7 separate regions of the Mus musculus genome follow, and all the other regions are linked to region 2. Evidence: chromatin contacts called from public HiCAR-type and promoter capture Hi-C data. All regions are on one chromosome and are shown on one strand. Each heading gives the region's core, a stretch centred on a gene start, on an enhancer-like site or on the middle of the called end of the contact. The rest is flanking DNA. Distances are from core to core; before and after follow the strand shown. Region 1 overlaps Gm19708 (a long non-coding RNA gene). Region 2 holds the start of Ube2d3 (ubiquitin-conjugating enzyme E2D 3). Region 3 holds the start of 1110002E22Rik (RIKEN cDNA 1110002E22 gene). Region 4 holds the start of Npnt (nephronectin). Region 5 holds the start of Mttp (microsomal triglyceride transfer protein). Region 6 holds the start of Aimp1 (aminoacyl tRNA synthetase complex-interacting multifunctional protein 1). Region 7 holds the start of Ddit4l (DNA-damage-inducible transcript 4-like).

Region 1 (3,605 bases), core at 311-2,810, 2.6 Mb before region 2:
TTCCTCTTGCATACGCTGCAGTCAGGATGCACAGAGACAAGGGACCTCACAATATTTAATGGACTTAAAGTGGGCATGGCCTCCAGATTCTCCCAGCATCCCTCAGTCCCTACCTGGCATACTATACCCTCTACCCTGAACTTTCAAGCCCAGAGGCTGGACTGCTCTTCTCCCAGAGGCTCTTCCCTATATAATCCAGACATTTTGGTGTCTACACACACACACACACACACACACACACACACACACACACACACACTTACACTGGAGGTCCTAGTCTTAGGGGTGGTGGGGACCTTTTTTGTTTAGAAGCATTGATGGACACAGCCATAAAGTGGCTTAGGTCCTAGGGCACTTTGACTTGACACAAACTCGCAGTATAAATCACTTGTCTAGGAACTACAAATCCATCACCATGCCGTTTTGATCTGCAGATTCTGGCATGGGCTTTGCTGATGGTACTCAAACTCTGCAGAACATGAGACTCACTTGGGGTTGCTCTTAAACATAATGAACCAGTACCCCGGTGGGGGATTTTCAGGCTAGTGACCGACCACCTGTGAGAGTCAAAACTCTAGCCCTTGGCTTTTATGTTCAGTGTAGGGCTCTACACGGCCCCCTGTGGGTGGCTGTTGTGAAGCGCACACTTCCTGTTTCTCTGCAGCCTTTAGATCTCTGGTTCCTTTCGGGGCTTTTGTTCCTCTAGGTCTCAGGCATTGATTCCACCATCTCATCTGTGCCCTCCTCTCTTCCCTGTTATCTTTACAATACTTTTTCTGCAAACATCTTCTAGTTCTTCTTAATTCTTCTCTTTGTTCCAGTTCCACCTTCCTGTATCCAAATAAATTTTCCCTGCAGGGAACTATTGTAAACTGTTTCCGTTGTAATTCTGAGAGCCCTATGGTTGGATTTTCTTCTCCTTCTTCTCCTTCTCCTTCTTCTCCTTCTCCTTCTCCTTCTCATTATTATTATTATTATTATTATTATTAGGCAGGATTTTTACCTCAGTAGTTCTATAGATACATTCAGGTCTTATTTTAAATGAAAAAAAGAAAATCTATATTTTACTAAATAGGCTAGGATTTAAAAAACAAAACGAACAAAGAAACAAAAATAAAACTAAGCGCTAAAAGCGTAGCGTGTTTGAGGCAGGGCAGAGGGACTTGGGGGCGTTTCAGGAATAAAATGGAAGCTTTCTATTCTAATCTCTTTTCGTTCATTTAAATCTTTTTGGTAGCGATCTCAGTGTTAGAAGTTGGGGATGTAGTGCAGTTGGTAAACTATTACTCCTCTAGCATGGAGCCGAAGTTTGCATGAACTGGGTGTGGCAACAGAGGCTGGAAACCCTTTGAGGACCAGGAGTTCTCTGCTACCTATGGAGTTTGAAGACAGCTGGGAAACCTAAGGCCCTTTCCTGACAATAACAAACCAGGCCTTTCTAGCACTGGGGAGGCAGAGGCAGGCGGATCTCTGAGTTCGAGTCCAGCCTGGTCTACAGAGTGAGTTCCGGGACAGCCTGAGCTACACAGTGGAAACCCTGTCTCGAAAACCAAAAACAAACCCTCCAAAGCATTTAATGTAAAGTAGAACTAAGAATTAAACCATGCAGAGCTTGACAAGACAGGTTAGACATTACACCGGAATCGTTTTAAACGTGTAGTTTAGTATCTTCCATGAATGTAAGAGAAAATCATTAGAATCAACCATTTTAAAGAAAATGTAAACGGGAGGGTGAAGCAATGGGAGAGCTAAACACATAAAACAATCGCAGCCCCAATACAGTATGACTGCCACCTAGTGGTGAGATATCCTCAGCACAGGGGTCCTGCTTGAGTCCGTGAGGGAGACTGGGTACCTGGTCCACGAACTAAGGCCACCCACCGCTGGGTGGCGAGAGGAGTTCTATTCTCTACAGTGCCAACTCATAGCTTCCAGGGTTACTGTAAGAAATACGTTATTTGTTGATCCAATTTCAAGGAAAGTCGTTCAAGGACCTTTAGCACATCCAAAAGCATGTTGCTAAAGTCTGACTTTACCACTGACTTAATTGTAGCTCAGAAAATATTTTGTAATTTTAAAAACAGCACCAGAGCTGGGTTTTGAATCCCTGGAGTCCGTAAGGAAAGAACAGTGGTCTAAGGCAACGTGTCAAGCCCTTCGTAAGCCTGGCAGACCTAAGCCACAGTGTCTCCCTGTTCCCAAGCTTCTCGGCCCAACCTGTCACACAGCAAAACTGAAGCCATGCCTTCCACGATGCTCCCCAGAAGTTCTAAGTCCCCTCCCACTCATTTCTCTCTTTGTTAACTGTTATTCGTATGATGCTTTAATATAGTTACATCATTTTTCCCCCTTCCTTTTCTTCCCGCCACCTCTTTCCAGGTGCCCACACCTTGCTTTGTTTCGAATTCATAGCTTCTTTAATTGTGTGTGCATCTGTGTGTGTGTGTGTGTGTATATGCCTGTGTGAGTTCTTAAATACAACTGCTAAGTCTGTATAATGTTACTTGTATGTATGTTTTCAGGGCTGCACCAATAGGTTATCCGATACCCAACGATCATTTGGGTATCGGATACCTATTGGTGTGCCCTTCCGTAAGAAAGACTATTTGTCCTGCTTTCAGCATTCCTTCCTTGCCTGTATTCTTTGTCTGAGGTTGGTACCTCAAAAGCAACATATTAGCATATCTGTTGGTACCACCCTTGTTCAGGTCCTGTCTAGGCAGCCATGTTGGTGAGACTTTATGGGGCAGCTTCTCTGACATTTCTAGGAGACAATCTCACAGCAAACTTCCTGCTCCTCTTCTCATACGCTCTTCCCACCCACTTTCCTCCTGTGATCCCTGAGCCTTAGGGGCAGGAGTTGTGCTGTAGGTAGATGTATCTATTGGGATTGAGCACCACAACTCTGCATTTTTGATGGGTCGTGGTTTTCTATGACAGTCTATCTGTTGCAAAGAGAAGTCCCCTTGATGTGGTGTGGGGACTATGTACCTGCAGGTATTAGGAGAGATACTCAGAATGTAGTTAGGGCTTTTGCTGGTTTGGTAGAGTGGCAGTTGTAGGTTCCCTTCCAAGACCCATGACTTCATCACTGCTAGGGACTTGGCTAGGTTTCCACTACCAGGCACAGTTTCCCTCTTGTTGAATGGGCTCCCATTCATTTTGGAACTCCAATCCCAAAGTGTTCAGACACCTCGGCTGACCCGTCTCCTTATTCTTGCCACCAGTGGGAATTTTAAAGTTGACATTTTTTTCTTGTCTAAGTTTATGCTGGGCACTCTAGGAAGTCAAACATCTCACAGATACCTCAGCTGGACAGTTGCCTTCCTCGTTCTTGCTCACCATCTCTGACATCACTAATAGGTAAGGGTCAACAAAGAAGGTGAAGTATCTGGATAAGGCCCACAGCATCCAGGGTGCTCAGCTGACTTGGTTTCATTGTGTTGAGTCAGCGGCTGCTTTTGCTGCTTAAATACAATAACTGGAGAGTTGGAGATTTCATTTCAGCCCATGCTTTCTCTGCTCAGAAATCAGAGCTGAGATGATTAAGCGCGACCTTTCCATGCAGATGGTGTCTCGCTTCATCAGCACCAAGAGCACCTGTC
Region 2 (3,322 bases), core at 796-3,295:
ATATATACAGGTTAGACTTAACTTCATGAACAGCTTTTCCAATCAAACTGATCAAGTTATACATACTAAATAACTACAAATAAAGTAGTATTAGATCCTACCAGTCATTTTAAGTCCTTGCCTTCCTTTCCACAGAACTCTTTAAAAACTGTGTTACTAAGCCAAAGTTTCTAATACCGAACCTTCCCATTTTGTCTTTTCTATTAAGACTGAGTTTATTCTGCACAACATTTTTTTCAAGTTAGCTGTAAATACTCCACCCTCTCGATTGTGAAAGAACCAAATACAAAACACACACACACACACACACACACACACACACACACACGCACAGAAACTTAGTCTGAGAGTTTGAATTTAGGTTAAGTCTTGGGGGCAGAGGCTGTGAGAGCTCCCTACAACAGAATAAAAAAACGTTTAACGCTAACAGAGAACATTATCTTAAATAGTTAGAAAAGGAGATGCCGGAAAGAACCCGAGCCAGTTAAAGCAGCCGCCATCTTAAAATGCGGGATAGAAGTTAGAGCAAGAAAATGAGACTAAACCACCGGAGAGGTGGATCCACTCGCAAAATATTTCTGAAAAAAATTCTAGTTCTTGCCAACTTAAATTGACAACTTATCAAACTATATCGATTTGCTCAAACAAGCCTCCTTAAAGATGGGTTTTAAGCAAAAACAGTCTCCCCATCCAGTTTCCCTGCACTGTCAACCCCCACTCCCCCCAGGATCTTTCAGAAGGCTTTTACAGGGTTCCCAGTGCCTCAGATAAATAGCTTCGGGTGAGAGCAGCGACCACACAACACAGGAAGTGGCAACAGTGTCGGTCCACCTCCTCCCAACCCTACTTACTCTTGTGTAACTGCCCAGATTTGGTTAAGCTTCTGAACAGACTTCGTCACCACATTTTAGCGAACTGAGGTATGTTTGTCATACCCAGACTCTCAGTCAAGTTTGGAACAAAACGTTTTTCATCTGTTACATTCCTTTCTTTTGAATGCCAATAAGCCTTAGCAGCTGTAATAAGTTTTGAAGAACCAAGACTAGGAAGCAGCACCATGACATTAGCCGAGGGCCTGTACACAATTCTACTTCCCAAACCTGACTCTTAGGCAAAAAACCGAGGAGCCTAATAGCCACGCTCCCTCACCCATACTTACAGATTCTAGTGAAAAAAGCTAACATTTCGCTTACCCAAACCATTCAGTTCCCTATCTTACAGCTCATTTCAAAGTGCACCTGCCTTTCCTTAACCCAAGAAAAGGTATTTTCAGAATTGTATCCACCACCAGACCCACGCTTTTTTTCCTCTGGGCCCCAAGCCTCCTTTCTTCCCACAACCCTGTCCGCACCATTTAGTCCAAACTGCTCACCTTATTAATCCGTTTCAGCGCCATAGTCTGTGCTTTTCGCCGGGCTCCTCACTATCCCGAGGTGTACTCAAAGGTCCGGCCAAAATTCTTGATTATCCCGGCGGCGGGGAAGGGTTGTCTCTTCTTCTCACACCGGCTCTGCCAGACACAGGCGCCTTTTTGCAAAAACGGAGCAGGTCAGCGACTCGCCAGGGCCTCGGAGAAACCCTGCTGACTCCAGAACCCTGAAAACCGCCGCGATCCCGGCAGGGCGGGGCGGGGTGGCGGAGCCACCAGCTACCGAGATCCGCGCTTCGCCCCAGAGAGGGCGAGAGGGTGACGGGAAGCGCCGAGAGGTGGTTACAAGTTTAACTTCCCGGCCTCTTGAAAGGAAGACGAGCCCCGGGTGGGAGAGGAAGAGGCGGAGGAGAAAGGGGTGGGTGCGGGGCAGGGTCCAGAGCCGGGCAGAGGAGGAGCCGGGGCCTAGTCGGCGCTAGGCCGGCGTCACTCGGGCAGAGAAAGGCAAGGGGGAGGGGAGCGGGCGGCTCCGGACCGACGCCGGGCTCCTTTCGGTTTCGGCTCCAAGGGACAGCGAGCCAGCACAAGGCAATGGGCCCCGGGTGCGCTCCCGTCCCCACGGCGAGGGCTGTTCTGGGTCGCCCCTGACACCACCGTACTCTCCGCCTCGCAGCGCGCTCCTGCGTGCGCGCGCCCGCCCGCTCGCTCGCCCGCCACCTCGCCACCACGCGCCCGGCGGCCGCGGAGCTCCGGCGCGAGGACGCGCCCATGCCCCCTCCCCCTGCGGCCGGGCCCCGGCTCCGCCGCCGGCCTCTCCCCACCCTACCCCACCCAGCCGCGAGGGCTGCCCGCTCGGGCCGCCCACAGCCCCCCGGGCACCGCGCCGGCCCCGGCCCGTCTCCCTCCCCTTTCCCGAGCTGTCCACACCCACGCGTACAGAGGGCCGGGGCCTCCCTCGAGCTGCGGCCTCGGCCTCCTCCCCGCGCGGCAGCTGGTGCCTCCCCGGCCCTACGGGGCTCACGCGCACGGCACAGCCACAAGATGTCCGCTCTGACGGAACTACTGCCAGCTGCCACGCTCCGCCCCTCCCCCCGCCTATTCACCGCCGCGTATCCGTCCGCCAACGCCGCCGTCGCGAGCGCGGGGCGAGCCGAGGGGTTCAGGGGGGAGCGGTTTGCTTCCCTCGCTCGGGCCGAGTGGACGTGCCGCCCGCTTGCCGTCTCCCTGTCGGAACAGCACCTTCTCGCTAAAGCGATCGGAGGTCGGGCCGGGAGGGCGGGGGACGGAGGCGGGTCATGGGCTGAGGGGGAGGGTAGGCGAGTGGCGGAAACCCTTAAATTCAGAGAAGCATCGAGAACCGGAAGGAGACCTTAGGAGGAAGGTAATGGAAGCGGCAGCTGCGCGGTCGAGGCCCCACGCCCCTCCCTGAGTGGCCCCCCGTTTCCTCACTTGGGATGGAGGTGGCGGATCTCGCGAGAACCTCGTGGCAGGCTCGCAGCAGCTCCGGGTCTGCAATGACTTAAGGGCAGTTTTGTGCTCTCTTCCTGGCTCGGGACCCGCCCCCAAATCCGCAAGTTATCGCGAGATGCGCCGGCAACCCCCCCCCTGGGCTCTTACTGGGCGGGTCTTGCGAGGGAAGCACCGCCCCTGAGTGCTTATGCTAGTGGGCGGGGGAGGAAATGGAATTCCCCCGACCGGCCGGCCGTCGCGCGCCGACACGGCCCTCCCCCGGGCGTCCAATCGGGGAGGTGCTGTGGGCGGGGCCGCGGGGTGACTAGATGCCTTAGTCAAGGTGGAGCCGGTTCACGGCTTCTGCCGGCCCAGGTGATGGAGATTTCTTCCCGTGCTCCTCAGAGAGGGCTGAGCAGCGCGAAGAAGCTCCCCTCAAATTAGGAACAGCAAATTAAAAGATCCAGGCTGAGTGCTGATCGCACCGCCAAGTGCGGACACATG
Region 3 (3,401 bases), core at 7-2,506, 2.6 Mb before region 2:
CTTCCAAATCTTAGTTTCTTAATTAGTAAGTACAACTAACTAGGAACATTTTTAACATTTACGCACATATTAATGATTGAATTCTGGTAAGAACCACATGAATTAAGTACAATTACTATACTGATTTTATAGACGGGGAACCTGAGACACAGAGGTAGGGCATGATTCAAACCTAGGCAGTCCAGCTGGAGACCTTTACGGTTACGATAGGCAATCAAGGTGGGTCCCCACAGTCAAGGTGGGTCCCCACAAAACCATTCAGAGTTGTTACCCCGTCAACTATCAAATCTGCATGACCACAAATAATCTATGTAACTGGTTGAGGTTTGTTTGTTTGTTTTTATTTCAGATATTCAACCCGAGAACACTTTATGGACTTGGGGGGCTAAGGAACACGATTCTGTTAATAAAATGGATTAAATATAGTCCCCTTCTCTCAGGCAAGCAGACTTTTGAGCTCGCCATTTTTACTTTTCTTTGAGGCTGACCATGCCTTGGGCAGTAAGAAAGCCCTGGAGATAGTCCAAGACAGTGTGAGACACATGTGCTTCCTGGCTAATCAAGAGGCGAGAGTTTCTGTATAGTCCAAGGAAGAATCACTCTAGCGCTGTCATATGGCCCTGTCTGTCATCGCAACACAACAGATTTTTTTTCTTGAGTTTCTTCCTGTGGTTAGCAAAATATAAAACTGAAAGTTCTGACACACAGGGTATATGGTAATGTTCTCTCTCTCTCTCTCCCTCTCTCTCTCTCTCTCTCTCCCTCTTCCCCTTCTTCTTTCTTCCTTTCCTTTCCTTTCCTTTCCTTTTCTTGCTTGCTTTCTCCCTGTCTTCCTTCCTTTCTTCCTTCCTTCCTTCCTTCCTTCCTTTCTCTCTCTCTCTCTCTCTCCCTCTCTCTTCCTTCCTTCCTTCCTTCCTTTCTTTCTTTCTTTCTTTCTTTCTTTCTTTCTTCCTTTCTTTCTGTGTTTTCAAGGCTGGCCTCGAACTCAGATATCCACCTGCCTCGGCCTCCCCCAGTGCTAGGATTAAAGGTCCCAGACTACAACTGGTCACCATAATTTCTTAATACCCAAAGTTCCGCAAAACCTCCTGAGGTCTCCCCTCTCTGAGAACCCAGCCCTGGCCAAGCTCCCCACCTCCCCCCAACCCCCTCCCCCACAATCAGACACAGCCTGGTTCGGTTCTAACGTGGGTTCTTACCTTCAGAATAGGTGTGTGGCTCCTTCAAGGATTTCCAGCTAAACAATGCCAGTGTCGATATGGTGGTAGTGGGGGTTCCTTCATATAAAGTCAATTTCCAAAAGGTTTTTTTTTTTTTAAGTCAAACCAAAAATTCCCTTTGTGGTTTAAAATCAAATAAGCTGAAACACCATAGTAGGGCTGACTATTAAAAGAAAAGAAATGTATAAATAGAAAAACAGCAGCCAACTTTAGGGTAAAGAAGACAATTAAGGACTCCACACGGTTTCCCTTCTGGTGTTTTTCAGAGTTCTGGGTTAGTTTATGGTACCATGAAAAGGGGTGGTCTGAGATCTAGTGGAGTAGCTTGGAGTCATGGGTAGCTACCGTGTCCTTCATTCTTACAGGTGGGTAGCCACCGTGCCTTTTATTCTTACAGATGACTCTGATCACTTTTTTACAGATGAACTCAGTGGTTGCCTGCCTGACCTCAGGTGTTGAGCAATTGATGTGACTAATATTGCCAGTATTAACCCATGGTGAGCAGGCACGCGTGGTTAGACAGGCAAGGTATGCCCTGTTGATAACTTTATATGGGAACTCCAGGAGCAACAAAGGAAGTGACTCAGCGTTGTTACATTTCTCTCTGAGGAGAAAGTCTCTTAGCTTTCCTTGAAGGGTTTCTGAGATAGTTCAGTGTATGTAAAACCTTAACATGACTTAAGAAGTGAAGAACGAAGGCCAGACCACCCACCAGCTGATTAAAGGTCATGCTTATATTTTGGGTCTCCAAATCTGGCATAATAAGATAACTAAGTGTGCTATTCAAGAGAAGAAACCGTTCACAGAAGGCAAACCTTAGACTGGAAACGAAGAGATGTATTAGGTTAAACTTAACCTCAGAGTCAATGCCAAACCCTTGGCCAACCACAAACATTCTTAGTTTGTCTGGGGCACAGCAGGGAAGAGACAGTGGTGCTTTATATTGAGTTGAAGGTCTTTCCATAAAGATGTGTATCGCTCTCAGCACACACTTATGTGAAGAAGGCTTTTCTGGGGACCACTGCCTAAGACCTAGGACGTGGCTAGCACCTTTCCAAGCCTAGGGATGGACATGTGAAAGTTGGCATCTGAAAGAAGGTGCCCTATCATACTATTTAATGTACTAAAAGGTACGTGGTTATTGAAATAAGCCCTCCATAATCATATGACTAAAAAGTAGTTATTGTTTCCACTTTATGGACTGAAAAAAAAAAGCGAGGCTAAGTAAAAGCTTGTGCCTCTGTAGGGCTTTTCACCATTTTTCCCAATAATCAAATGCTGCAGCCCTGGTTAAAATTGGGTGTGAGGTGGACCCAACCAACCTTAAGTAGTTAATTGAGTACAAGTCTATGAGGTGTATGGGGGGGGGGGGTGTCACAGGACCATACCCATCGCAGGCTAATTAAGCTGTCTCATAGCCTTTAGCCAACTGCCCGCCTCCGGGACCAGCTGGTCCAAAGACATGGAGAAGCAGGATTAGGAGCCAGCTATCCCTGTGAAGGGGAAAACAGCATGTACGGTGGGAGGGCGAGCCCGGCATGGTGTCATGGGGCCACACACACTCTAGATGCAACCCCTTAGCTATGCCCTTAAAACTTGGAAGGACAGGAAGGGACAGTTCACCACCAGAAATAAACCCTTAGTAAGCAGCCCTTGAGCCTGCCCACAAGCTCAGATATGGAGTGGAGTGGTTGTTCACTTTGCGGCTTGAGCCAGGAGGCACGCATATCAGGGAACTCATCTTCTCTGGCTGCCGCCCTCCTCTTCTTCTTGTGGTTTGAACTCCTCTTGGGCCTTTTTCAACCCCTTTCTCTTCTGTTATTCCTCCACGTCCCTGATGTTTTATGTCCGGCAGTTGGGGCTGTCTGGCCTTCCTCGTGGGGGAGCTGTGGGGGTGTCAATGTTTTAGATATGACTATATAGAGAAAAATGGCCCTTGAGGACCACCCTCAGGTGGAATCTTTAACACAACTTAAAATAGACTTACTCTAAATCTGGGTCCATCTTATCTGTGGCCTGTCAGTCATCCTATTGTATGTTAAGAGAGAAGGGAGGCGGTGGCATGGGGTTTCCCAGTCTAGGGTAGCAGGACAGGGAAAATGTCTTCCTGGCCTTTCATAGGTTACTGTGGATTGTCCCAGGCCAGTTGGAAGCAGGATATGATTAACCAGCCAAGTCGGC
Region 4 (3,213 bases), core at 554-3,053, 2.5 Mb after region 2:
TCCATATAATAGAAGACAAGCCAAAAAATTATATAAGCATGGATCCAAAAAGTATAAGTGGAGATTGTTCAAGTGAAGGAATGTGGAAGTTTTCTGGGCCAAAAAAAAAACAAAACAAAACAAAAAAAAAAACCCTACCTATGTCAGAGAAGTGTGCAGTCACTGTCTTATTTCCACCTATCACTCTTCTCCCCTCTTCTGAAGTTATTCTCTAGCCTGCAGGTTAACCCAACCATCCACTGTGCCAATGGAGCTCTTTCAGGAACCGAACAGGAGCCAATAAGCAATGCATGCCACCAAGGAGTGGGGTCGGGAAGCAAGCCTACATTACACTGACAAACATTTGACTTTTCTGCAGAAAAAAATATTATGCCTCTTAGACTATTTTGGACTTTGTTAGAAGCATCTGAAATGGATGACACCAAGCTGTTTGCCTCAAACAGTGTCCCAAGCCTGAACCGGCAAGGATAATTTTCTGAGATTAAAATAGAAACTTCTTTTGCTAACAGAAGCAACTTGGAAATCAAAGAACTATTATTTTTCCTTTTCTTGCAGAAAAGTCCTGTTTTTACACATACTGATAAATCAGGATAGTGTAACCAAACTGGCACAGAACTTTTCGTTAACAATTTGAAGTAGCAGAAACCTTAAAATGATGCGAACGGAGTGACAGTTGAATGTACGGTAGCAAATACTTTCGATTAACATTTATGAGCACCTACTATGTGCCAGGCAATGTTGTAGGCACTAAACAAAGATAGCTCTTCTTGGAGAGTTTACATTACAACAGAAAGAAGACATAGATAAACAAATTATGCTGTAAGAGAAAAGATCAGTACAATGGGGGGGGGAAGGCAAAGTATGGCTGGACGTGACACCAGAGGGGAAGATAAGAATTTTAAACAGCATTCATATTTGGCTTTTAGGGTGACTTTTAGGCAAGGAAGTGAGATTCAGCTATACACACAACCTCTTCAATGCATGCCTAGAGGGTGCCAGGCCAGGAGATCATGGACTGAAGAGAGAGAGGACAGGACAGCCAGCCATTGGGGGTATGGCCTAAGGACGGGAATGATTTAAGTTTGAACGTATATTTATGAAAATCATTTCTTTTCAGTCCTTTGGTGCAATGCTTTTTATGATAGCTCAGTAACTACTTCAAATGGTTCTAAAGAGGTCCCCTCAAGACCAGCTACACCACAAGCTAAGTGGTAACTAACTCCCCTTCCTCTGGGGTGGAGCACTTGCCCTACCCACGGGGGTGCACCAAGTGGAGCTTCAGGACACAGACAGTTTTCCAAGGTTCTTCTCTTTCTCCTGAGCCCAGAGTTCTTCTTCAAAATTCGACCTGAGAGCCGAACCCCCCCCACCACACTCCCCACCCCCGTTAAAAGGTGCAGGGATATTCCAGCTCTGTAGGAGAAGCAATCTGGGTCTGCCTGCCTTCATCAGTCCAGGAACCCCTCCGGTAGGTGCAGAAAAGTTGGGTTCTCCCCTATAGACCACCTGTGTGTGTATGTGGGGGGGCATCTGTCTACCCCCACAGAACGCGTACTTCCACTTCCAACCCCACTGTCGCCCCAGCCTCTGGCGGCTGGGCTCACTTTTTCAGGCAGGTCACCCGACAAGCCCTCTCCCTAGCTCTGCTCCCAACTTTTCTCGCAGCCCGGGGGCAAGCGCCACCCGTGGCCGAGGCTGCCTGCGCGCCGCATCCCCGCCCCTGAGCCGCCCCTGCCCCTGGGGCCCGGGGAGGGGCGAGCCCCGGCGCGCGCCCAGGGCACCAGGGCGGCGGGGCAGGGAGGGCGGCGGGCTGCGCGGCGCGTCCCTCCCGCCTCGCCCCTCCCCGCGGGCGGCGCGGCTCCCGCCGCAGCGCCTCCCCTCGCCAGGAGGGAGCCGGAGGGGCTCTGCCAGCCCGCCGCAGACCTGCCCGGCTGCGCGCTGCGCTCTGTGCGTCCCAGCAGCCGCGGGTGCCGCGCCGAAGGCGGCCGGGAGATCCCGGGACGCGCAGCTCCCCGCAACCTTCAGCGTCCCCGCGTCCCGGTCCTCCGGCATGGCTGTGCTCCTAGCGGCGGTGCTCGCGTCCTCGCTCTACCTGCAGGTGGCTGCCGACTTCGACGGGAGGTGAGGCGGGTCTCGGGTGCCCTCCCCTTTCCCTCAGGGACCTCGAGTGGAGCAGCCTGGCTCCGGGCTCAGGAGAAAGAGAGGCTCGTGCCCCGTGTGCGGTGAGAGCGGGCAGGAGCAGGGACACAGGTGACGCGTGGAGCGTCCCTACAGCCAGTGATCAGGATGGACTGTGTCCCGAGGGGAAACTTGCAGGTGACCCGGCGATTCGACAAAGGGTGGCGGCGAGGACCGTACTTGGAACAAATGGCACCCGAGGGCTCTCGGTTTGTGGTTCGGAGGGGGGACGGTGTACACAAGCTTAACATGAGTACTGAGAGGAGGCGCTCGGGGTGCGTGTGTGTGTGTGTGTGTGTGTGTGTGTGTGTGTGTAGCACGCGGCACCGCTCAGACCTGGCGGGCCTGACTGTTGCTTGCTCTGACAGGTCCCAACAACCTCCGGCAGGGTCTCTGCTGTCACTCAGCGTGTCCCCCCAAGGCAGCGCACCGCGCGATCTCCCCGGAGATCCCGGGCTCAGTCCCCACTGAAGGCCTCAGCTGGACAGGTTTCCCGCTGGCTCACACCACCACTCACCCCTGTCCCCATCCCTCAGAGCTTGTCCCAGGGCTGCCTTGAAGATGCCGCACCTGTTTTACCTGCAATCTTGGAACGAATCAATTCCAGGATTGATTGGCTTTCCTGTCCCTGGAGGGGACCAGAGGAAAAGCCTCGGAGCGCGGAAGAAAAAGGCACCCGCTCCCGGTTCACCACCTGGTCGGAGGAAATAGAAGTTGGGGTTGTTTTGTACTTTGAGCCTGAGGGTAAAGCGAAGATGAATTGAAGAGATAAAGAGTTTAAAGAAGAGTGGAAAGCAGCCAGAGGCTAAGCCTTTTATTTTCCAAAAGCAATTCTTTGCCCACATTTGGATTTGTGGTGCATTACTTTGGGGCACACATATTTACAAAGAAACACACACACACACACACACACACACAGCCTAGGTGTCCATTTACAAAGAAACACACACACACACACACACACACACACACACACACACACACACACACACAGCCTAGGTGTCCAGAAAGTCTGGTAGGTGTGAATCTAAACAG
Region 5 (3,447 bases), core at 351-2,850, 2.7 Mb before region 2:
CTAAACCAAAAGCAAGGGACAGGCATTTTCACATTACATTGTATGTGCATTGTATATGGCCACCCGGTATCCACAAAATCATTTCTGTAAAGGTTTGGGTTTTTGGAAGTTTGTTTGTTTGCTTGTTTGTTTGTTTTGTGAGCACGCCCTTTCCTGTCTGGCCCCAGGAAAACTGGTAATAGCAAATGAAGTTCTGCTCTCAAGAGGAGGTTAAGGTAATTTTCACCTTTCAATTTTGCATAGGAAAACACACTTCAAAGGACATTTTTTTTTAACTTTTACTTTTTATTTTGTAGCTCTATTGCTTGCTATCTTTAATCTAAATTGTCTAAAAGACTTAAACTCAAGGTTAGGGGAGTGGCAGATTTTCAGGGGAACCAGGATTGCTTTAAGAATTCATTTTATATGTAAAACAAACATGGCCATAAATATTCTCATAGACCAATATCCCAATAACCCTCACTTCCAAACTTCCTTTTTCTTCTACCCAATCGACTTGACTCCCCCACCCCCCTTAGAAGTGTTTATGTTTCTATCAGGACTTCCAGGGACAAATGTTAGCTGGGTCACTTAGTGTGGCCAGAGCTATACATATGAGGGCATTCTCTTGAAAGACGTATCCTAGATAACATACTGTTGCAAAAGTGGTGAGAACTGGGACTTGTCCTCTGAATCTCTTCTTAGAAATGTAACTCAGGCTGGGCAGTGGTGGCACCCTCCTTTAATCCCAGCACTTGGGAGGCAGAGGCAAGAGGATTTCTGAGTTCGAAGCCAGCTTGGTTTACAGAGTGAGTTCCAGGACAGCCAGGGCTACACAGAGAAACCCTGTCTCGAAAAACCAAAACCAAAAAGAAAGAAAAAAAGAAAGAAAGAAAGAAAGAAAGAAAGGAAGGAAGGAAGGAAGGAAGGAAGGAAGGAAGGGGAAAGAAAGAGAGAAAGAAAGAGAGAAAGAAAGAGAGAAAGAGAGAACTGTAACTCAGAAGGAACAACGGGACTCTGGCTTCCCATTCTAGGAACCTGGGTATGTGGGAAACAGGCATCACTTGTCTTTACAGAGGGCCACTCTAGTATCCTCAGTTGGCCTACTGACACACTAATGCTGTCAAATGCTGACTGCCCCAACCCTGACTTTTCTCTCCCATATAAGGACGACGATCTGTACTTCAGGGATAAAAGGCCTAATCATAGCATTATCCTTATCAATGGTGGTATGACTTAGGATAAATTCTGCAATTGGAAGTCATCTTTGTAATGGTTGGTGATAGTATAAAAATTCAAAAATAATCATAGAAGATGTATTCTGGTTCAGTAGGGTTCAACGAGGTTGGGATTTATTGAACCTCACGTTTCCTTACAAATTATAGGATTCTCCAGGTTTGCTGATGATTGTGTACTTGAGCAGAAAAGTATCACAACTAGGTTTTTTTGTTGTAGTTTGTTTTGTTTTGTTGGCATGACTTCTTAGTACTTCGTCTTTTCTGCATATGTAAGACTGTTCACTGGTTTAGTTTGGAATACAAGATAAAAACTCCCTTGATTTTCCTTCTGGGATGAAACATTTTCTTTTCTTTTTTTTTTTTTTTTTTTTTGAGACAGGGTTTCTCTGTGTAGCCCTGGCTGTCCTGAAACTCACTTTGTAGACCAGGCTGGCCTCACACTCAGAAATCCACCTGCCTCTGCCTCCCAAGTGCTGTGATTAAAGGCGTGCGCCACCACTGCCCTACTGAAACAAATTTCTTAAAAGCGAGAGACTACAAACTATAGCCCACCTGCGTTTAATCATTAATAGTGAGCCCTTCCATGAACTTAGGTCCTGATTTTGGAGTTTGGAATCTGACCTTTCCCCTATAGATAAACACTGTTGTCGCCGGTTCTGAAGAGGGTCACTTCCTTGCTGGCTGCCACCACTGCTCAGTGAGTCCCGGGGACTGGATGTGGCAGAGGGAGCCAGCATGATCCTCTTGGCAGTGCTTTTTCTCTGCTTCTTCTCCTCCTACTCTGCTTCCGTTAAAGGTAAGTTTACGTTGCCTTTCCCTAATCTCTCTCTCTCTCTCTCTCTCTCTCTCTCTGTGTGTGTGTGTGTGTGTGTGTTGAAAGAGTTCCTAACTATACAATTTTTGAAAATATATAAGATTGGAATATCTGGGGGAGGAAGTGACAAGGTGGAAAGGAAGACAGAATTTAATTTCCTGCTCTCTTTTACCAAAGTAGAGATTCCTTTCTCATTTCAGCCCTGCCACCCCCCACCCTCCACCCCAGAGCAGTGTGTCTCTAGCTTCAGTTTCTCACTCTTGGAGAGAGTTATGAGCTAATGTTACCTGCTGATAGACACACAGAAGGCAGCTCCTTCATTTGAATTGTAAAATAACCCAGTCTGGTTGCTTAGCACTGGAAGGACAAGAAGAATCAGACCCAATAAAAGGAAGGCATTTGATGACCAAAGAATTAGGAATGAACTGGTAAAGCCTGTATGGACTCCCATTGCTTTTGAAAGGAAGTAGCATAACCTGAGTCAGGGAGTGAAGGAAAATAAAGCTGCGATGTAATATGGATGTAAGAAAGAAGACGTCCTTTAAAAATAGCGATCCTAGTTAACAATTTTTGTTTTAAGGCAAACGTTACTTTAAAATATGAATTAATGACATCAGGAAAATCCTAGAGGAAAGTGATTTCACAAGGAGTGGTTTGAAAGTGTTGTATGGAATGCTGTGCTGTTGTGAAACCTTCTATAGATCCAGCAGCTTGTAAACTCTATAGATCCAGCAGCTTGTAAACTCTATAGATCCAGCAGCTTATAAAGTCTTTGGGTTTTGCATTGTAACCTTGTATAAAGATGTCACTTTTTTATAGTTTATAAAAAGTTATACTGTTAAGACCAATCGCTCTAAAGGCAATCTGTCATGGTAGGATCAACTTCTAGTACTGTGTCCTCTGAGTGATGGACATAAAATAACCACACGCACACTTTAAATCTGTTTGGGACCAATGTGACTTTTGATCATAAAGCAAACTTTGTCTCAATATTTCTCTCTCTCTCTCTCTTTCTCTCTTCCTCTCTCTCTCTCCCCCTCCACCGTGTGTGTGTGTGTGTGTGTGTGTGTGTGTGTGTGTGTGTGTGTGTGAAATTTCTACATGAAAAGGGACTGTTACTACAAGATATTGAGGGCTACAATTCAATTGTTTACCTGAGCAAATGGGGTCTTAAACTAGAGGGAATATTTTCAGTACTTTTAAAAATCATCAGTGGTTAAGATATAACCCTTCCACGCCAGGCGTGGTGGCGCATGCCTTTAATCCCAGCACTTGGGAGGCAGAGGCAGGCAGATTTCTGAGTTGGAGGCCAGCCTGGTCTACAAAGTGAGTTCCAGGACAGCCAAGGCTACAGAGAAACCCTGTCTCAAAAAACAAAACAAAAAAAAACAAAAAAAAAAGATATAACCCTTCCTC
Region 6 (3,560 bases), core at 921-3,420, 2.8 Mb after region 2:
CACTTACCATTGGAGGGAAAGAATGAACCTGAATTATCTTTGATATTACAAAAAGGTCCATGGTCATGACATTGAGGGAAGGAAAAAATGTGACCTAGCACACTGTGTGGGTTTGCACTGAAAAGTAATTATAAATCCCTACTACCATGAACATTTGTTTTTCTGCACATAGATTAAACAACACACTTAGGAACTATGACTAATTTTGACAATGTATAAGTAAAAGTCCTGCTAAGGAAAAAATGCAGGTGTCCCTAGACTACACTAGGAATTAATGATAGCACTATTTGCTAGACTTCATCAGCTAATTAGTCATAACTTTTTGTTTAAAGATACTACTTGCTTTCAAAACATAAAAAGCCAAGTACTAATAGCCATATGCATTTGATGACTGACCAGGAGAGAAACCCTAGACTGCCTCAATCTGGTTTGACAATTGAAATTAATGTGTGCTCTTTATAATAAAAAGGATATACACATTAGTTCCACCACAGATCGGTTATGCCCATCCTGTTTTTACGAAAAGTTTTGATGCAAACCACTTCATATCCAATGCACACCTCAGACTTGCTCTACAAGAAGCCTGTAGAGCACAAGGCTCCTCTGTTCATTGGGAGCCAAATAAAGTCTCCCATAGGCTTTCAGAATTAATGGACCTGAAAACTTGGTAACACAGGCGAATTTGTTTTCTTGGTGATAAATGGAGAGAGCCAGTGCTATTCTCATCATAATAGAGGAGTCAAAACACATACTCAAAAGTTCATGTGAAAATAGTTATGACCACTATTCTGAATCTTGTCGATACTGTGAGCTAGCTTAAGTCTACTTGAATCTTAACTTCTTATTCAATGAGTAGATGCAAAATTACAGAAAGTTATATCTACATAGCAGGCTTGAAGTCATAGGAAAGGTGAGACATAACCTCAGCATTTTAATATTTAACTTTTACAATGATATATTAGATTTTCCGTTATAGACATTAAATAACATACAACTGAAAAATCAGACAAGTGTTTATGACTCAAAAAGATAAACCACAAGCAAGAAAACAAATTTCAGTATCAGTCTATCTCTCTGGTGTGCATGAAGCTCACGAACAAAAAATTGACACACACACACACACACAGGTGCTCACACTTGGTAACTAGAAGAGAGTGAAAAATGAAAACGATGAAGTCAGAGATTACAAGAGAAAGCCATGTAGGCAGGTAGTTGGCTTGGAAAATTTACTCAGGGAATACTTTGAAACTTCTACGTTAAGTCTGACGTTTCTGTAGCCAGAACACTGAAAACCACAAACATGGCCTGCACCTATAATGAACAAGACACAATGTAAACTCTTAAAGAGATTGGAGATGACTCACGTGAGTCGAAAATGTAGAAGAAGAAGAGGAGGAGGAGGAGAAAAGGGGGGAAAAAAGAGGGGTAGTGGGGAGACGTGGATTTTATCCAGAGTAAAATCGTATTTGCATTTCTAAGACTCGGTGAACTTGGGCTTCAGGGAGAAGGAAGTTTGGAGACAAACACAACAGCAAGCAGCTCCACAGATTGGTTCTATGGGTTCCTGCAGAATGGCCGGGTCACTCACAGTACCTGATTGTCCCACAAGTCCCACCCACTAACGCCAGGCAAGCGGCGACACCAGAATACCTGCCTGAATCTGGGGACGCAGAGATTGGGGGGTTGAGCTCCTAAGCGCGGAAGCTATGCCTGGCAGTGCTTAGTGGGCCGTGTCCTGCATTTCAGGCGCGTCTACAAGAGGCCGCCTAGGGAAGGTGACAGCCGGAGCGACACGCCTCCGTCCGCGCGGGCCTCCCGGGTCCCCGGCTCAGAACCCGAGGGTGAGCGCGCACCTCGCTCCACTGACAGCGCCCAGCACCCCCTCCCCCGCCGCCGCCTCGGGTCGGCCACTGCTCATGACGTCACATCGCCGAGACGCAACCCCGGGGGAAGACCCCAAAACTTCCGGCCGCCTGTCCCTTGCCCAGACAGACAGCCAAATGTAGCGAGTGAGAAAGAAGTGAGGGAAGATCGGAGGGAGGGAGGAAGGAAATGGGAGATGGGAGCTCAGTGTGGTACAGGGAGAGAGCTGGCGCAGGCAGCGGACGGCCGATGAGCGGTGAAACTGTGAAACGCTCAGGCATTTATCAGGGACAGCCTCCTGGGTCCTTTCTCGCTGCCGGGGACTGCGGGAGGCTGGCCCTTCCTTCTCCCGGCTGAGGCTGCTCAAGAGCTGCGGTTGGGTCACCGCTTCATGTGAGTGTCCCGATCCAGAGTTCTTCCCTTTCTCACCCGGGAAAAAGAACCTGACCTTCTGTGTAGTAGTGGGAAGCGCGGTCAAAACCTCCACCCACGTGCCCCCTTTTGATTCAACTTAGTTTGGGCAATGAATACGTGGCCGAGGGAGAGCATGCTACTGGAGGCAGGGGGTGAATGCATTACCTTGTTTCCTTTTAAGTGAGAGTGCAAAGGATTTCCAGTGTTTGTACGTGAGGACGGGTTGAAGAAGGAGATTCCTTGATTTCAACAGATATTAGAAACACCAGCTACCACTATACTCCCGGCAACAGTTTAGTTATTGGGTAAAGATCCATAAACTAAGTAGAAATGACTGTCAACGAAACGGACAAAAATCCCAGTCGTTGCCTCTCGGCTAGGGCTTATTGTTGAAGTACAGCATTAAAAGTAAGGTGAACACTCTGTATTTTAATATTGATATGTTTTACTTATGGGTATGTGTTCATGCCCGAGTGAGTTTTTGTGCAAAACTTGTGTGGAGGTAAACGCGGAGGCTAGAAAGCATCAGACCCCTGGGACCTGGAGTTACCTGTGATTGTGTGCTCCTGTGTAAGTGCTGGGCCCTGAGCTTGGGTTCCCTGCAACAAGCACTAAACGCTTTTTAGTGTTGGCATTTTATACTTAAATATTTTAGATTATAAGTACTGCACAGAAAAGGTATTAAGCCATAAAAAAAAAAAGGTAGATTATTTGACATGGTTGCCAGAGAAGGTTCTCAAGGAAAAGATGGCTTTCTAGGAAGGAGGTGACACAAATAGAATTAACAATAGAGAAAACCTTCAAGAAGTACAGTCAGTCATAAGGCCAAGCCATTGCGAAGGCCATGCAACAGAAACTTACCAAAGTATGAAGGGGTCTGACCAATGCCTGTGGGCTCAGAACTGAGAGAGGGGATTCATGATGCAGACAGAGAGTGTGGGCTAATCAGGGGGAGTGAAAGCCATAGAAGGTTTTCCAAGGCCAAGTAATGTTACCCAGCTTCGTTTTAAGAGGGTTACTCCATAGCCCTCTTAGACTGGGGGCAGAAGTGAGAAAGGAGATCAGTTAGGAGGCTTTTGTTTTACCTCAAAGGGAACATAACAGTGTCTTCAATAAAGGTCCTAAGTGTCCAGTCAGGTCTTGAGTGTGTTTCCCAAATAATGAAAGCATTTAGGCTTTGGGAAACATTTTGAGTGAATTGTGTGAATTTCAGAATGACAAACATAAGTTAAAATCATGGTTTTGCCGTATAATAATTGGATGAATCCAGACAATACATATAC
Region 7 (3,640 bases), core at 650-3,149, 2.2 Mb before region 2:
CTGGAATAAAAATCATCACTATTGCTTAACAAAGGGACCGTTGGCGTGCAGAATGGTTTCAAACGCTGTAAAGTGAGCCTGTCCCAATGCTAATGATCTACCAGCCTTAGTTTTCGTTAGAAGTCCTTACTAGGATGGCCTGGAGGTCCAGTGTTGGCTTTGACCTGTTTGATTCAAGTTTGCTCGCAGAGGAGAGAGGACTTTTGAGGTTCCTGAGTTTATTTATAACCGGGCTGGGTCAGTTTTTCTTAGCTGAGCAAAACAAAACAGTCCCAGGAAAACAAAGTTAGGTTTACTCAGAGGAAAAAAGATAGCTCTGCATTTGGTCACCTACCTTCCAAATTAATCCTACTACTTGGCCGGGTGCCATGCCACACTGCGGCCACGAGCCTTCCTCTCCTCTCCTGGTTTTCTATGTCATTAGCTCACTTAGAGGGCACTGCTTGTTTTTTGTTTTTTGTTTTATTTTTTAAATTCCAACAAATAGATTCCAAATCATATCTGTATTTTTATCCACATTGAAGACAGACAAATTTAGAATTATAATATTATCTTATAGATGAAGAAAATCTAAAGAGCTTAAGCCACTTAATATATGCTCACACCACTCTTCCATAGTTGAATAGTCTGTCAGATTAGAAATTGACGTTTCAAGTTGCAAATGATGATTCCTGTAGAACCAGGGCTGTTCAAGTTTTCTTCTGACATTAATGCACAGTGGGTGCATTTCATAATAGAATCTTACTTAGCAACGAAAAGGAACTCACTGATGAGGTAAGTGTATAACTCTACAACATCACACGGTGGGAAAGCAAACCGAACTGAGAAGAGCATATACACTTATTATTTAACATTCTAAAAGCAAAACTAACGTGGTAACAAAATGCCGAAGGATGGTCTTCTGGAGACGGGAAAGAGAAGGATTAGGTGGCAAACAGAAAAGGGAGAATTTGGGGGGGGGGGGGGAGGGGGGACGGACGTGGTGGTGCTAGCTACACAAGTAAGCGCATGTCTTTAAACACACCCAGCCTGTACACTTAATGTTCCAACCATGAGATAGGGAACTTCATCCCCAAGAGCCTCTTAGCAGACTGGAACAACGCATTATTCCCCTTACGTTTGTTTTTGGTGGGCAGACAATGCAAAGGAAGTTTAGAAAGAGATCTCAGATGGGTTTCATAGTCCTCTGTGTCTCTAGGAGGAGATGAAGTCTCGCGCACTCAGGCAGGGACGCTTACACTAGAGAGGGGCCCCGCAACCTTCGGATAGGAAAGAGGTGGACAGCCCAGAGACTCACCACTTAGCAGACTCCCAGGGTGATAGCCACCGTCCAACAACTCTGAAATGCTGGCCGGGTTCTTACTGCTCAAACTGCCCGTTGCAACCATGGTCAACGGCTCTGTTTCCCTCGCGGAGCAGAACGGATCTTTCCCTAGGCGCTGGGAGGAAAAAGTGAGAAGTTTGCAAAAGCACGCAAGAAGTGCACAGGCTCCTCAGAGTCCCGGCATCGCCAGGGCGAACTAGCCCGGGCACTGCCCTTCCAAAGGGAGGGACCAGCCTTAGCAACTCAAGTTGACAAAGCCCTAGGAGCGGAGGCGCCAACTAAAGCCAACAGGCTGGAAGTAGCTGGAAAGTCAGCACAACTGGGAAGCGACCCTGCCCTATCCCGCCTCCTCGGGTCGCTCACCTGCCGGATTTCACCAGACGCTGAAGGGTAAACCGAGGCAGGCGCCCCTCAGTAGTCCGAAGCTTGGACAGTGGTCCCCTGCACAGTCCTGCAGCAAGCCGAAGGCTGCGGGCCACCGCGCCCACCAGCACAGGCTGCACCCGGCCGCTCCGCCTCCCGAATGGAGAGCGCTTTATAGGTCCCGCCTCTCCTCCTGGCCGGCACGCCCACCTGCGCCACTCGCTCGGGCCCGTGCCCCGGCCCGCCCCTGCAGGGTCAGGTCACCTTTCAGTTCCTTCCCAGGCAGGGGCCCAGGCAAGCCCCTGGGAGTTGGTGATCAGCCTCGCCTTGGGCGGACACCTGCTGCTTCCTGAGTTGGCCACTGGTCACCCTGAGTTGGCCACTGGTCACCCTCCTAAAGAGCATCTCCCTTCGGCCACTAACCTAGATTCTTTGGCGTGAGCCCCTGCCCACAGCTTGCCTGCTTCCAGGCTCAGACTGCTCAGGTTTTGGCTATGGAACTTTTCAAGCAGCTAGAAGCTCCAGGTCCTGTTAGGCATGACCCAAAACTTTGCTGTGTCATTCTGAATAAGTATTTGGCTTAGTTGACACTGTGCTCTGTGAGCATCCTTTATGCCCATGTTCTGACTCTAACCCATCAGCTCCAGTCCGCACCCAGTCTCCCCGCAGGTGGTCGGGATGTGGTAAGGGCTCTCTAGCTTCAGCTGCACTCAGGAATCAATGGGGCATCTTTGGGGATACTACATCTGTGACTAAACCGTTTTTCTCCGCGGCCAGGGCGAGCCTGGCCCTGTTCTAAGACCTGGCTTCGAAAGGCACAGAACTTGAATTGAAGAGGGCCAGTGCCAAGAAACTAAACAAAACCACTAACAGGATCTCAGTTGCCTGCTCCAGCCGCAGGATAGTTAGGAGCAATTGCCATTCCCAGAAGCAAAAGTTCCCGGTGGGCTTGTTTGGGAAGAAGTTTAAGCTTTAGTGGTCTTTAAAAAGCTTGTGGGGCATGAGAATAAAGAGTTGTCCTGCTAGGATAAGCTCTGCGACTCTTTCCGGGGAGTCTTGAGCAAGAGGGAACAGAGGGTCTGGGACACCACTAAAAGCACGATGCCAAACGTTTTCTTCTAACTTTACTAAGCCACCCTTCCTGCTGCCCTGCGCCAGTGGCACAGGGTTTGCAATGGGTGGGCGTTCCCAGCGAGGTTGCTGAGGTTGCTGAGATGGTTGAGGTGGATCAGAAAAGGAAGAGACCGAGATACTTGGGGTGAGGGTGAACCTCATTCAAGGCCAGGTTCCAGCACCACTCCCGCACACTTTGGGTCCCCACGTGCAAGGAAGGACCTGCAGGTTAGGGCCTTGAGAAGTAGGATCCGCTGTCCAGGCTAAAAAAACTCTCAGAAGGAAAAACAACAACAAAAGTGGTAAAGAGAGTGTGATAAACAGATCAGTGGGAGGACACTTGCAGGCAGAGCAACAGAAACTAAAGCCAGCTTGAAGGTCCATTTTTAACTCTCCCGAAGCAGCTGCACTGCTCAAGGTCAGGCAGGCTCAGGCACGGGATGCTGATAGGCTGGGGAAAGCAGATTTCCACTTCTATTTTAATAACAAAAGTGGAAAACAAGCAATCCCATTTAAGCCGGTTAGAATGGGTCCTTTAGCTGCTACAGAGCCGCTGGTCCTTATCTAGTCAGCCTTGTTAATGACAGCTGCGTCCTCCCTGCTTCAAGGAATGTTATTAGTGTTATGATAGTAAGTGATCAGAATGGACGTGGGTAGAATAGAGAAAATGCAGCATTTCCACTCGGGTATTTAGGCATAATTCATACTTCCACCGGGACAAAGTTATAGAAAGTTCTAGAATGTGGTATTTACTTTTGGCTCACCTAGCTACAATTTTATATCACTCTCTGGGCTTTTATCTCAGAAGGCAATTTACCCATATGCAAAAATTTCAAATAA

Evidence for each region. Promoter capture Hi-C pulls out the DNA fragments that hold promoters and counts their contacts. HiCAR-type assays count read pairs that join an accessible place to other places.
Region 1: a contact with region 2 is called in a promoter capture Hi-C map of pre-B cells, with 7 times the contacts expected there. The contact joins the enhancer-like site here to the promoter of Ube2d3 in region 2. A contact is called at or near these places in 3 of 39 promoter capture datasets (hippocampal neurons, neutrophils and pre-B cells), 1 of 484 Hi-C or Micro-C datasets (B cells) and 1 of 115 datasets of contacts at active chromatin or transcription factors (embryonic stem cells).
Region 3: a promoter capture Hi-C map of hippocampal neurons shows a contact between it and region 2, with 5 times the contacts expected there. The contact joins the promoter of 1110002E22Rik here to the promoter of Ube2d3 in region 2. A contact is called at or near these places in 4 of 39 promoter capture datasets (cranial neural crest, frontonasal cranial neural crest, hippocampal neurons and 1 more) and 1 of 115 datasets of contacts at active chromatin or transcription factors (embryonic forebrain).
Region 4: a HiCAR-type map of astrocytes shows a contact between it and region 2, with 3 times the contacts expected there. The contact joins the promoter of Npnt here to the promoter of Ube2d3 in region 2. A contact is called at or near these places in 1 of 39 promoter capture datasets (cranial neural crest) and 1 of 115 datasets of contacts at active chromatin or transcription factors (astrocytes).
Region 5: a promoter capture Hi-C map of liver shows a contact between it and region 2, with 7 times the contacts expected there. The contact joins the promoter of Mttp here to the promoter of Ube2d3 in region 2. A contact is called at or near these places in 2 of 39 promoter capture datasets (both in liver), 1 of 484 Hi-C or Micro-C datasets (CD4 T cells) and 2 of 115 datasets of contacts at active chromatin or transcription factors (embryonic forebrain and embryonic stem cells).
Region 6: a HiCAR-type map of astrocytes shows a contact between it and region 2, with 2.9 times the contacts expected there. The contact joins the promoter of Aimp1 here to the promoter of Ube2d3 in region 2. A contact is called at or near these places in 2 of 39 promoter capture datasets (hippocampal neurons and pre-B cells) and 1 of 115 datasets of contacts at active chromatin or transcription factors (astrocytes).
Region 7: a contact with region 2 is called in a HiCAR-type map of astrocytes, with 5 times the contacts expected there. The contact joins the promoter of Ddit4l here to the promoter of Ube2d3 in region 2. A contact is called at or near these places in 1 of 39 promoter capture datasets (hippocampal neurons) and 1 of 115 datasets of contacts at active chromatin or transcription factors (astrocytes).

Annotation. Positions count from the first base shown.
Region 1 is chr3:137,989,591-137,993,195 of GRCm38.p6, reverse strand. The region is part of intron 2 of Gm19708 (a long non-coding RNA gene); the gene reads right to left. Among named protein-coding and RNA genes, the nearest start is that of Dapp1, 9.8 kb to the right of the region's middle. Within about 2 kb of position 1,560, at least 31 of the 459 cell types and tissues checked have an H3K27ac peak or open chromatin away from gene starts, as enhancers often do. A contact at or near this core is called in pre-B cells, where this site is marked.
Region 2 is chr3:135,437,849-135,441,170 of GRCm38.p6, reverse strand. Ube2d3 (ubiquitin-conjugating enzyme E2D 3) reads right to left here and starts at 2,045. Exons shown (of 7, transcript NM_001356597.1): 1 at 1,373-2,045. The coding sequence starts at 1,396. 4930539J05Rik (RIKEN cDNA 4930539J05 gene) reads left to right here and starts at 2,506. Exons shown (of 3, transcript NR_030689.1): 1 at 2,506-2,750.
Region 3 is chr3:138,060,097-138,063,497 of GRCm38.p6, reverse strand. It overlaps 1110002E22Rik (RIKEN cDNA 1110002E22 gene), which reads right to left and starts at 1,256. Exons shown (of 3, transcript NM_001370862.1): 1 at 1,200-1,256. All of the region lies in intron 1 of Gm5105 (predicted gene 5105), which reads left to right.
Region 4 is chr3:132,948,881-132,952,093 of GRCm38.p6, reverse strand. It overlaps Npnt (nephronectin), which reads left to right and starts at 1,803. Exons shown (of 14, transcript NM_001287101.1): 1 at 1,803-2,121. The coding sequence starts at 2,051.
Region 5 is chr3:138,129,806-138,133,252 of GRCm38.p6, reverse strand. Mttp (microsomal triglyceride transfer protein) reads left to right here and starts at 1,600. Exons shown (of 18, transcript NM_008642.3): 1 at 1,600-2,013. The coding sequence starts at 1,953.
Region 6 is chr3:132,682,489-132,686,048 of GRCm38.p6, reverse strand. It overlaps Aimp1 (aminoacyl tRNA synthetase complex-interacting multifunctional protein 1), which reads left to right and starts at 2,170. Exons shown (of 7, transcript NM_007926.2): 1 at 2,170-2,256. The coding sequence starts at 2,255. Tbck (TBC1 domain containing kinase) reads right to left here and starts at 1,905. Exons shown (of 26, transcript NM_001163455.2): 1 at 1,655-1,905.
Region 7 is chr3:137,621,931-137,625,570 of GRCm38.p6, reverse strand. It overlaps Ddit4l (DNA-damage-inducible transcript 4-like), which reads right to left and starts at 1,899. Exons shown (of 3, transcript NM_030143.4): 1 at 1,688-1,899; 2 at 1,298-1,439. The coding sequence starts at 1,388.